2 separate regions of the Gossypium arboreum genome follow, and region 1 is linked to region 2. Evidence: chromatin contacts called from public Hi-C data. All regions are on one chromosome and are shown on one strand. The core of a region is the stretch at or near the end of the contact, and the rest is flanking DNA. Distances in the headings are between cores, read along the strand shown. Region 1 holds the start of LOC108465611. Region 2 holds the start of LOC108466502 (2-phytyl-1,4-beta-naphthoquinone methyltransferase, chloroplastic).

Region 1 (6,171 bases), core at 3,184-5,683, 430 kb after region 2:
AGAGCATATTAACTATAAAGTGATGGTGGATTTATACTAATATTTGTCATCTCTCGTTCCATTGTCATCCTAAAATTTATCTATGAATTTTATAATTTATTATTATTTTATACACTCAAAATTTGTTTTTCACAAATGAGTTGTTATGCTGTCCCATGTCCTTTGATTATATTAAAATTAAAATTTAAGTACATATGACAGATTATAATTTTGAGGATATTTTTGTTTTTCTATATTTTTATATTTAAAAAAGAAAAATATAAACTCATATAATAAAATTTCAACTCGTCACTTATTTTTATTTTATTATTACAATTAAATTTTAATTTTACATCAATTTTTATAAATATATTTATTATATAAAATTTTTCCATCATAAGTTAGTACAATTTATTATCGTGAATTTAAGCATTAACCACATATTTTAATCTGCCGCAACAACAAAGATCTGCCATATTTGAATATCATTTATTGTTCCACGAATGTATGTACTTTGTTTAAATTTGTTTAGCAACAATAATGAAAGCACAATGCTTAAGGAATTAAGTGGTATAAGATATAACTAAAGAAAGGTAATATCCTTGTAATTAGAGTCTCTGTACAATTTATAAATCCCACCTCCCATGTATATCAAAAGCCCACCACATCATCCTCATTGTCTCTCTCTCTCTCCCCCTCACTTCCTCACACACAAACTCTCAGAAACAGACAAACTAACATCAACAAAGAAGAAAATGTCGACACTGAATCATCTCTTTGATCTCCCTGAGCAGATTTGTTATGTACAATGTGGTTTCTGCACTACCATTTTACTGGTAAAAGAAAAAAAGAATGTTTTTCCCACACTATATATGCATGCGTTAAAGTCTTTTCTCTCTCCAGCTTCTGATAATTTGGCTTTTGAAATATTGCAGGTAAGTGTCCCATGTAACAGCTTGTCCATGGTGGTGACAGTGAGATGTGGGCACTGCACAAGCCTTCTCTCAGTTAATATGATGAAAGCTTCGTTTGTCCCACTGCACCTTCTAGCTTCCTTTGCTCATGATGATGAGGTATAAGTATATGTTAATCAACAGCTTGTATGTCGATAATATATGGTCACTACTAGGTTATATTAGCATGTCACCAATTTGATTAATCGATGTCTATCTTTCTTAACTATAGATGATTATCAGTTTCATTAACATCATATTATATACCATATGTGAGCTTCTGTCAATCAGCCAAAAGAAGAAGCAGTTTCAGAAGAAGTGGGTGGCCATAGGAAGACCTCAGACAGGCGCAGCCCATCGTTGATGAGCTCTTCCGATAATGGAGAAGAAGATATAGTCCGTGTGAATCCCACAGTCAACAAGCGTGCGTCCTTTCTTTCCATTTTAAAACTTGGATGTAACACAAGGGAGAACTGTTTCATCGTTCCAATTCTAATACTAGTTTAGTCCAATTTTACAGCGCCAGAGAAGAGGCAAAGAGCTCCATCAGCTTATAATCGCTTCATCAAGTAATAAGACCCCCCCATCTACGTTTATAGAAAAACCAAAAAAAAAAAGTTTTTCTTTGACTTAGTACATTTATCATATATAGATTCATTCATTCTTGGTGGCAGAGAAGAGATCAGGAGACTGAAAACTCAAAATCCCAACATTCCGCACAAAGAAGCCTTCAGCACTGCTGCAAAAAATGTATGTTTCAGACACCCAAAAGAATCAACAAGACAAACCCATGCTTTCCAGCATATGTTTTGTAATATATATATATATATGTCTTAATATTTCAGTGGGCCCACTTTCCTCCCATTCACAAGCACAACAAAGGAGAAGGAGTGAGTTGTGAGCGGGACGAGGGAGAGGCGTCATGGAACGTAGAGGCTACTGAGGTTAGCTTTTCTCTCATCCTAAAAATTTTATAATTTTAATCCTTTTACAAGTACATCTAGCTAGCTTTAACTATTTAGAGCTGTAAAAAAAAGTACTGTACTTGCGAGTCATGTAGCAATTCCTCATGTTATTGAACTTTATGTGATCGTTTATGGAGTTTGCATCAATCATTGACATAATTAGTTAGCTGTACTCTTTAAGCCATCACATGGTACTATAGGGATAATACATCATTAATTAATGACAGAAAATTTGTGACATTGCATGCATGCTTATTCTTCTTCATGCCTTATGATTCTTATACATACTAAGAAAGAAGTTTATGGTAAATAAGCTTACAGGCAACAGTAATTCAATAATTATAAAGGGTCATTACTCAAACTGAGGATAGCTATAGGGTAGTCCTTTTCTTGCAGTTCAATTATTACATGTAGAAAAGAAATTAATAAGTTAGCTATTTAAGGACACTTGAACATACTGTTAAGACTTCTTTAGCTTCATAATGTTTGGGGTAATATATGCGACAGAAAAGGGTTGCATGACTTTCTGTTGTGACAAATTTCAGGTTCACATACAAGGCAATGATTTCCGTGAAAGAAAAGCCGCAAGGAATTCCATATGGACCAAGTCACCATTTGAGTGAAGTGATGAACAATTAATTCTATCCCTAATTAATTTTATTAGTATAAAATTTCTTCCACAAACTATTAACTCCTTTAGGGCTACTGATACATGAATATATGTACTATATAAAGGTAGGTTTCAAAATCATATGCCCTTTTCTGGGAGATGCTCTTGGGAATGAAGTCTTCACTGCAAGTCTGTACTAGATATGACTGTCTTCCAAAAAAAAAAACACTTTAGTTTTCTTAAGAGAAATTCCAAGTTTACTATTACTGCTACTTCTGGTACTTTAGCTAGTGCTAAATATATCTAAATTTGCTATTTCTCAAAGTTCTGCATGTCTGAATCATCATGCTTGAGTTAATTTACTTTTAAGCAAAAAACTTATGATTATATATACATTTTGCAGCTGTTAAGTTAGCATGTGTTGGAGTTAATTAAGTTGGAAAATTTTATACATTCTATTTCTAGCTTACCTTGGAATATAGACACAGTTCAGCAACAATTAATTGTGAATTTGTCATTCACTTCCAGTACTGATTCTTCCTTTCATAACTCGGTTTCCTTCGAATGTACCTTCCAGGAAAATCGAAAACGAAACACTTGTAATTGCATCTCTATGAATATATATTGATTTCTAAAAGTATATACCCAACTTTCAGTCTTTGAATATGGTAACATATATGGAATGTGTGGGGTAGCACATGCTTAATAACTCTTACCCATAAAAGGCCTGTAGGGAGAGAGAGCTTGAAAATGCTTCAAAGAAGTCCTTGTTCTCCTTTTCTAGCTCTCTCCACACTATCAAATGCATTAATATTAAAACGTTTAAATACCCAAATTATTTGATCATATATGGTATAATATGTTGCATTCTTTTATCACCTGTAATTGTAATGCACGGCCGAATGCTTGCATACTTTGCCAGTGCCTTGACACATTGTTGTCGGTTCATGTAAAGCAGCAAACATCTCTCGATCAGATGTTGAACCTGCAAATTTTCCCATGAAAAACCAAAAAAACAGTACTAGTCATAATAAACTCCAACTTGACGATTCTGCAGGTTTCAGTACTATTGTTTTCGACTTGAAAACGTGAATAGCAAAGAAAGTTGGAAGAGATTTCACTTACCATCCTAATGTAGCTATGTGGGTGGCAATGAAGACAAGGAATAACATGGTTGTAGTTGTGACAGTATATCATTTTTTTCTCTAACAGAAATGGACAAAACGAATAGAAATGCCAAAAGAAGAAGAGAAAATAGATTAGGGGATGGAGAGCCAAAAGGGGAAAAATAGGAAAAGAAAATGAAGTGCAAACAAAGGTACAAAGGGAAGGATAGGTGGATTTATATAGAAGAACCAAAATTGGGTAGGGCGACTGTTATCCAGAGATATCTGAGTGAAGGGCCAAAAGAGCATAAGAAATCCAAACAATAGATTCACCTCATCTTCAGGAGATAAGAAGTTTTGAGATTGAAAGGGGTTTGAAAACCATCAGTTAAACCATGACCGATCGCTGCATGCATGAATGGTCCCTCTAATGAATGCTAAAGCATAAATGGAAACCTAAAGATGGTGAGTGAGAATGGGTTGTGTTAGATCTTTGGATTAATGGATTCTGACCATACAAACCAAGAGGGTTGCTTTGTGTAGGAAACATGAGACACGTTTTATGGGGTTAAATTGGTGAGGTGGGCGAGAGGGGAGACACAAACAAACATAAGGCCAAGCTGGACTTTCTTTAATTTGGTATGATATACACAAGCAAGTAAGAATGAGGAATGGCAGATTGGCAACACAAAGTGGAGGGATTCAAATCCATTATTGCACTGCGAGCTCCGGAGTCTTGTATGATTAGTCAAGATCGCAAAGAGAGAGAGAGAGAGAGAGAGAGAGAGAGAGAAGCCTTTGGAAATTTTCTGGTCCATAAATCAGCTTCAACAGGATTTATGGAAATTTTGAAATAATAGAAGCTTAGCTTAACTAGCTGTTTCAAGAAATGATTTTTTTTTTTCAAATTTTAAGGTAGATCTTTCTAACGCCTAATTTCTCTTTGCCATTTATTTTACTCTCAAATTTTACAAAAATAATTATTTTAACTCTTCATTTGTGGATTTTGAGACTAAGTTTTAAAGGTCTAATAAAATTTTCAAAATTTAGTAGTTTATTGAGAATTTTTTAATAAAAATAAATTTCTAACTAAAATTTTTGTGAGATTAATGAAAAATTTTAAGAAAATTTAATTAAAATTTTCAAAAATTTTAAAAGTATAATGAGAATTTTAAAATTTTAAAACTAAAAATATATATTCTTTTAATAATTTTTAAATATATAAAATAATTTTATAATTTTTTAATTTTTTAAAATTTTAGTACTTAAGCTATCCTCCTTATCAATTTTAATCTGAGTGAATAGTGCTAAAAAAATGGGGCACATCCACTTAACGTTTTTATACACATGTGGTTTTGATGACGTGATACCCTTAAAAATCCAAAATTCATCAAAATACGTATTCTGAATATATAAAATATATAATTAAAAATAAATTTCTAAAATTTTATTTTTATAATATATAAATTATATAAATAAAAATTATAAAAACCTTATATATAATATAAGGAATACAAAAGAGGAAAACAATAGAAAAATATTAACTTTTTAAAAATATATAAAATAAAAAAGAATTCTAAATATTCTAAAATATATGTATAAATTCTAAAATATTTTATTTTTTTGTATATTAACTTTTTAAAATTTAAATATTTAGTTAAACTTTTCAAAATTATAAAAAAGTTTAAAACTCAAAATGTTACATTTTGCAGTATATATATAATATAATTTTTTTTCAAACCAACTCAAATAATTAATATATATTCTCTTATAAATTTTAAAATTCAAAATAAAAGTTAACTGGTGAATTTAGTGAATAATCGGTGAACGCAAGTTTAATAATCCATCAACAATAACGGTCGATCGAAGGTCATTGACCATGTTATGAATGATATAAGGGAAAAAATGATAGACATACAGCACATTATCATTGGCTGTAGTTTTTCAACATCATTAACTTTTAGACTAAATTCTATAATACAACAATATTTTAGGTATCAAAATAGATTTAAAAAAGAGTTTAAGTATGAATCTGGAAAATAGAGAATATTTAAAGGTCAAATCACAAGATAAAATATTTTAAGGTAAACTATAAATATGGTCACCCAATAATTAGCATATTTCTGTTTTGGTCATTCAAGTTTAAGATTTTTATTTTAGCCACTAGTGTTATAAAATTTTAATATTTTAGTCACCCTTCCTTAAATCACTAACAATAACTTTTTTTATTAGCATTATAATAAATTTAACCATCCAATATTTATACATTCTATCAAGTCCTAAATCTAAAATCCAAATAAATTAGTCGCAACTTTACACATTCTCATCAATTTGATTCTTAAAATAAAAAAGCACAAAAATAATTAAAAGTTATTTTTGATAAAAATAACAATTACTTTTTTATTGGCATAATAATAAATTTATCCTCCAATATTTATACATTATATCACCAATCCTAAATCTAAATATTCAAATAGTTTAGCTTGCAAATTTACATATTCATCAATTTGATCTTTAAAATTAATTTTTTTAAAAGTAAAAAATTAAATTAAATGTTA
Region 2 (6,032 bases), core at 3,475-5,974:
AGAGAAGAAGAAAATTCACTAATGCTGAAAATTGAATGATACATAAGGAGTTTCGACTACATCTATTTAAAGGTTGGAAAATTTATTCCAAATAATGTCAAATAGAAGAAGTGTAGTTTAAGCCCTCTATAGATCCTTTAGTTTTACCACTGTATTATTTCTTTAACAATAATCCAGGTCATACAACTCTAACTTGATGGCACTATATGCCCTGGGTTCCTACACCACCCACATAACCTTGGTTGGTTTGTTTACTCCCGAATATCCATGTTGTCATGTATCCGAGTAAATGCCGGTCGACCTTTTGGTTTGCACACAATGATCTATTGGGTAACAACTTGAATGGAGTGTTTTCTCACTACCACTTTCAACTCCTACAATTTTCCACTCACCCATCAAGCATCTCGGGGTTCCGGGATATTATTTTCTGAAAAAATTGGATCGAACTCAACCTCTGTAAGCTACGGGTGATCAAAACTCAATTGCATTTGAAAAAATAAAAATAAAAATTTACAAACTAAGAGTTAATCAAGTAGTTTGAGTTTTGATTTTGAATCGAATCAAATTTTACAATTCGAATAATTCAAATATACGATTGTTGCAAATATTAAATTAAATAATTATTAACTTTGCAACTCAAAAAATTATAAAAAATCTAAAGAATATATAGAAAACTTAAAAAATATAAAAAACCTTAAACCTTAACCCTAAACTATAAAACAGTAAAATCAACAAACTCATAAACTTAACCCCACTTTAATAAAAATAAAAACCCTAACCCTGAAAAAATGGACAAGAAGAAAAATGCTTCTAGGTAGAAGCATTTTCGGCCTAATCCCATAATATTTCTAGAAACTGGCCTAATTCAATAATTTTTTTTTTAAAATCAGCATTTTTGAAAAAGAGGATCCCTATTTCTTTACAAATTTCTTTTTTTTAAGGTTAATATATATGTTGCAATTAAATTTTCCGATTGACACTTTAATTTTTTGTTTTAGACTTGGACACATTTTGGTACCTTTATAGTGGCGTTTTAAAATTTGTTAACGTGACATTAATAATCAATAGAAAGTTGGTACATGACAAGCTTGAGTCATGAACACATGATAATTCATAATAAAATAAAATAAAATTTCAAATATGTATATAAATTTATTTTACCTCGATAATTAACTTTTGTTTGGATTTTGAAATTGTTTTTAAGTAATTTTATATATTTTAAAATTTTAATAAAATATCAACTTTTATATATTATTACTTGAAATTTAAAATATATAAAATTTAGTTTTTAAAATATATGAATTAATAAAATTATAAAACTATTTCATCTCTAGACTAAATAAGGACAAATGGTTATTTGAATTTAGAAGAGCTTGAACATTCGTTTATCCAAATTGCTTTTGACTTCCTTTTTAGTTCAATTATATATTTTAATTTTTATATTATTATAAATTTCAAATTAAAAAATGTAAAATTTAATTTAAAAATAAATTTATAAAAATTATAAATTATTTAATGTCCAAAATAAATATGTACAAATGAATGTCCATATTTTGATGAATCTGAATGTTACTTTCTCTAGATTCATCCCGAACGTATTTTTTAATAATTTTGTATATTTTTAATTTTTTAAAATATTAAATTTTCTTTTTTTTCATTTTAAAATATAAAAATATATCAATCTATAAAAATATAAAATTAATTCACATCTAAAAAGAACATGGACATGCGGAAGTCCAAATTCAAATACTTCTAGATATCTTTTTATCCAAGTTGATTCCAAATGTGTTTTTCTAATAATTTTATAATTTTATTTGTTAAATATTAATTTTAATTCCTGAGGTTTTATAAACAATTCATCTGTTAGTATTTGATATTATTACATGTTTCGACATTCATACCAAAAAAAACAAAACAAAACTATATATATATATAATAACTAAAAAATTAACACGTCTGATTGAAAGTGATTAAAAGGCATGTTTTACATGATCAAGATTTTAGCGAATGCTTCCCTAAAAAAAAAAAAGGGAAAAGCAAATGTTCTAAAAAATATCGCCATCCGTGCTCAAAGATTATAGATGACAAAATAGTTAGATTATTGTCGTGCAAAGCTGATAATTTAGTGGTATGCATAAGAAAAATTATGTTGAATATATATTAGTTTTGTTGAAAGCAATATAAAGAAAAATCCGATTCAGTTCGAAAAATTCGATAAAAAATTCAAATTTTAAATTAAATAGTTTAAGTTAATCGAGTTATTTGAATCAACTCGAATAAAAAATAAAAAATTATTGATTTAACTTCAATATGAATTACATAATTCGAGTTATCTAAAAATTCAAATAAAAAATAACAAAACTACGTCATTTTAAAAAATATTTAGTTAAAAAGGCAAAATCATTATATTGTTTATGTAGTTAAATAATCTTGTACTTAGTCTACTAATTAAATAATCGGTCCATATAAACGTAACATTGAGTATAAATTATAGGATTCGTTAACTCGACTCGATTTGATTCGAAAAAAAATTCAAATTGAGTTCGATTGTTAAAAAAAGATTCATCAACTCGACTAGCTTGAAATTTTTTGACTCGAGTTGATCGAATGCTCACCCCAATATATAGGTGATTTGTATATTTCTTTGGGCAAGAAGGCTTGGGGTTGGGGTGTTCTGATTCCCGCTTTGGAGTAGATCCAAGGCCTAGTTTAGCTAATCTATGGACACCCCTTCCGCTTTATTGCAAATTTGATGCAAAACTAAAGCATTATTCTTTTTGTAGATTTCTCAATCATAACACTAAGGATTCATTTCAACAACAAAATCCACACTGCATTTAGAAAAGGTTAGGAATTCATATGCATGAAGATGCTTTCTTCCTCAACAACTAAACCGAACATCAAATGCATAAAATTACTTTAACGAGCGGCTACTAGGTTCCCCATGAGGCCTCCGCCTATCTCGTAATGTCTGGCATAAGAAAACCCTGCATCTAAGGCCAGTTTCTCCAATTCCTTCCCTACAACAGAGGGCCAAGTATTTATTCAAAAGCTATTGTCATATCACGTCCTCCCTAAACTTCGTATCAATGGTTCCGACAGTCTGAGAACCCATACATACTGCATAGTTTCGTATGTGGATACAGTAGTTTCATTTTTGCAAAGAAACATATCTATTTTACAAAGAAAATCTGACTAATACGCTACTGATATAGATCTAATAGACACTTTAGTTACGGGAATTTACAACTTCCTAAACAAAGATTAAATGAAGTTAGATTTCAAAGACTTAATTTGATGACATCTAGAAAAACGAATCATCATGAAAAGAAAATAATTCAGCATAAATAGACATAGGCAATTGAAGGAATGAACCTGTTAAAAATTCATCAATGGAAGTTTTCAAATACTGGTACTCCTTGGCAAGGCCGTAAACTGTTGCCGTTGGTACTACAACATTATCAATCATCCATTCCTTTCCAAAAGAAAAACTTTTGATCGTCAATGGCATCTTTCAGAATTGAACTTAATGTGCAACAAGTGCAAGGTGACATTCGTCACTACCGCAACTCTTTACCAGGTTCAAAAATCTAAAAAGTTGGGGCAGTGGTGGTGTATACCTGAAACAATGCAGTAAATGGCTGCATGCTTTTATTGAAGTCGAGGATCGACACCCTTGAGTCTGCAGAAAGAAGCAACCTTTAAAGTATTTTCAATTTTCCATCAAGTTCAATTAAAAAAGAAAACCTATATGCCAACAGGAGAAACAGAAGATTTGAGTATAGTCTATAGACCAGGCTTTAGAACTCGGAACATCTCCTGCATAGCTCGACGTTTATCAACCACATTGCGCAGCCCATAACCCATAGTAATAGCATCAAAGTAACCATTAGAAAATGGCAAATCGAGTGCATCACCTTCAACCCATCTAGATTCAATTCCAAACACAAATTATGTCATGATAAGACAAAACTTATAATGGTTTTATGCACAATAGAAGATAAGTTTGTAATACTTCACCTATGACCTCCATTATTGAAAGAGCATATTCATACTAGTTAGTTAACAACAAGATTTACCAGTGCTCACTCAATGTTATTGTAGCAAGCCTTTGAAAGCAAGTATTGGCGTGATGAAGCAATTGATAGTTGTTCTTTCGAGAAATCGAGGCCAATTACCTACACACTTAGCAACTCAGATACTATTTGTATTTTGGTATAAAAAAATTCAAAACAAGCATACTTTGCCGTCGGCACCGGCCTTCTCAGACATGAGGAAAGTTAAATCCCCGCTTCCACAGCACAAATCCAAGAGGGAATCTCCCGTTTTGGCCCTGTTTCAGTGCTTGATAAATAAAAATTCAACGAAACAAAAAGGGGGAGAAGTTTGAATACCAACCCACTCCATGATACAGCCATGCGTTTCCATATACGATGCTGACCCAAACTCAGCAAATCATTCAGCTGTAAATGTTATCAAAACCAAAGGCAAAAATTACGAGAAGAAGAAGAATGGGTGAATAAAAGGATAGAGAGGTGAAAGATGGGTTACGTTATCATAAACAGGGGCAATGCGGTTAAAAAGCTGCTGGCGGTCGCTAGCGCAACGAACCGAATGGCGCTTGAACCGGGAAGTTGGTAGGAGTGGAACTGAGAATTGAAGAGAATGCATTTTCTGTTCTTTGTCTGCTGAAGTTCCGAATTTTTACGTCTTTTTATCTTTTAATGTACATTCTAAATACCGACGATCCAAACCAGGCCATTACTATTTAGGGCTTAAGTTGAGACCAAGCCCATCATCTTCACGGATGCTTGGACTGTTGTCAATTTTCATAAAAACTTCTGTCTATTTTTTTTCAATTCTTAGTATTTTTACTTTTCAAATTTTAAAATTTCGATTCTCATCAAATAATAATTGTTAAATTTATTAAATATTATTATATTTTCAAATTTTGGTATGCCAAACATATTATTATATATGTAATGTCATGTCAGCTTATTATTTCCACATAACACTCATTAAAATCCAGTTAATGAATTATCGAATGTCATTTTTGTTAAGATTGAAATTTTAAAATTTGAAAAGTATAGGGACTTACAATGATCTAGTTGAAAAAAATGGACTAAGTCTACAACTTTACACATAGTACAGAAATAGTACTTGAATTTAACTGCTACTATTTAGGGCAATACCAAAATTTGAAAATTAGAAAAGTACAAGGACTAAAATTAATCAAATAAAAGTATAGGGACTAAATTCATAGCTTTTTCAAAGTACATGTACTAATAGCAGAATTTAACCTAGTAGAGGTGATATCGGTTCGGTTCGGTCCAGATTTTTAGATTTTTTTAACCATCTATCATTATTCGGTTCAGTTCTTGGTTTTTTCATATTAATTTTTTGTTTTGATTTTACTTATTTTGATAAAATAAGCTTTGTTTTATGGCTTTTGACTATTATTTGACAAAATTTCAAAGGTATTTTTATAAATATTTCTAAAAGCAATAAATTTTCAAGAATTTTAAATTATTTCATTATTTTAAATATAAATTTTTATTTTTATACCATAAAAATTAAAATGAAATATATTTTAAATAAAAACAAAATTCAATTTTGGTTTTGAATAATCGCGGTTGTTGAACTTTCATTTCATAAACTGTCCAAATATCTAGGTTTGGTTTGGTTTTTGGTTTGGTTGATTTTTTTGCTTAGCCCTAGATTATAGCATTTCAAATAAATAAATAAATAAATAAATAAAGGCACAATGTCTTATTTGACCCTTTAACTTTACAAAAAAAAAATTTAGTCATTCATTTAAATTTCGTTTCTTTTACTTTTTGAATTTGCGCTTTTTGTTAAATCACCCTAAAATAGATGTGAACATCTATCTGACTACCATGTAGATGTCACATTAGCAATTAATTAATTTTTGATATTTTTAAAATTTTTAAAAAAATTATAATATAATTTATTTTTTACAAAAAAATTTAAGTAATTATATATTTTTAAATTAAAAAATTAATTAATTGTTG

Evidence for each region. Hi-C and Micro-C count contacts between places; a contact is called where the count stands out from the background.
Region 1: a contact with region 2 is called in a Hi-C map of leaf, with 3 times the contacts expected there. The contact joins the promoter of LOC108465611 here to the promoter of LOC108466502 in region 2. A contact is called at or near these places in 2 of 5 Hi-C or Micro-C datasets (both in leaf).

Annotation. Positions count from the first base shown.
Region 1 is chr2:96,463,522-96,469,692 of ASM2569848v2, forward strand. It overlaps LOC108465611, which reads right to left and starts at 4,434. Exons shown (of 5, transcript XM_053025057.1): 1 at 3,633-4,434; 2 at 3,387-3,492; 3 at 3,224-3,302; 4 at 2,978-3,077; 5 at 1,151-1,671. The coding sequence starts at 3,704. The coding sequence ends at 3,026. LOC108465610 (axial regulator YABBY 4) reads left to right here and starts at 637. Exons shown (of 6, transcript XM_053025058.1): 1 at 637-815; 2 at 915-1,052; 3 at 1,224-1,356; 4 at 1,453-1,501; 5 at 1,604-1,876; 6 at 2,443-2,773. The coding sequence starts at 735. The coding sequence ends at 1,769.
Region 2 is chr2:96,033,251-96,039,282 of ASM2569848v2, forward strand. LOC108466502 (2-phytyl-1,4-beta-naphthoquinone methyltransferase, chloroplastic) reads right to left here and starts at 4,725. Exons shown (of 8, transcript XM_017766870.2): 1 at 4,552-4,725; 2 at 4,399-4,463; 3 at 4,243-4,333; 4 at 4,090-4,178; 5 at 3,795-3,928; 6 at 3,621-3,682; 7 at 3,376-3,475; 8 at 2,749-3,020. The coding sequence starts at 4,671. The coding sequence ends at 2,920.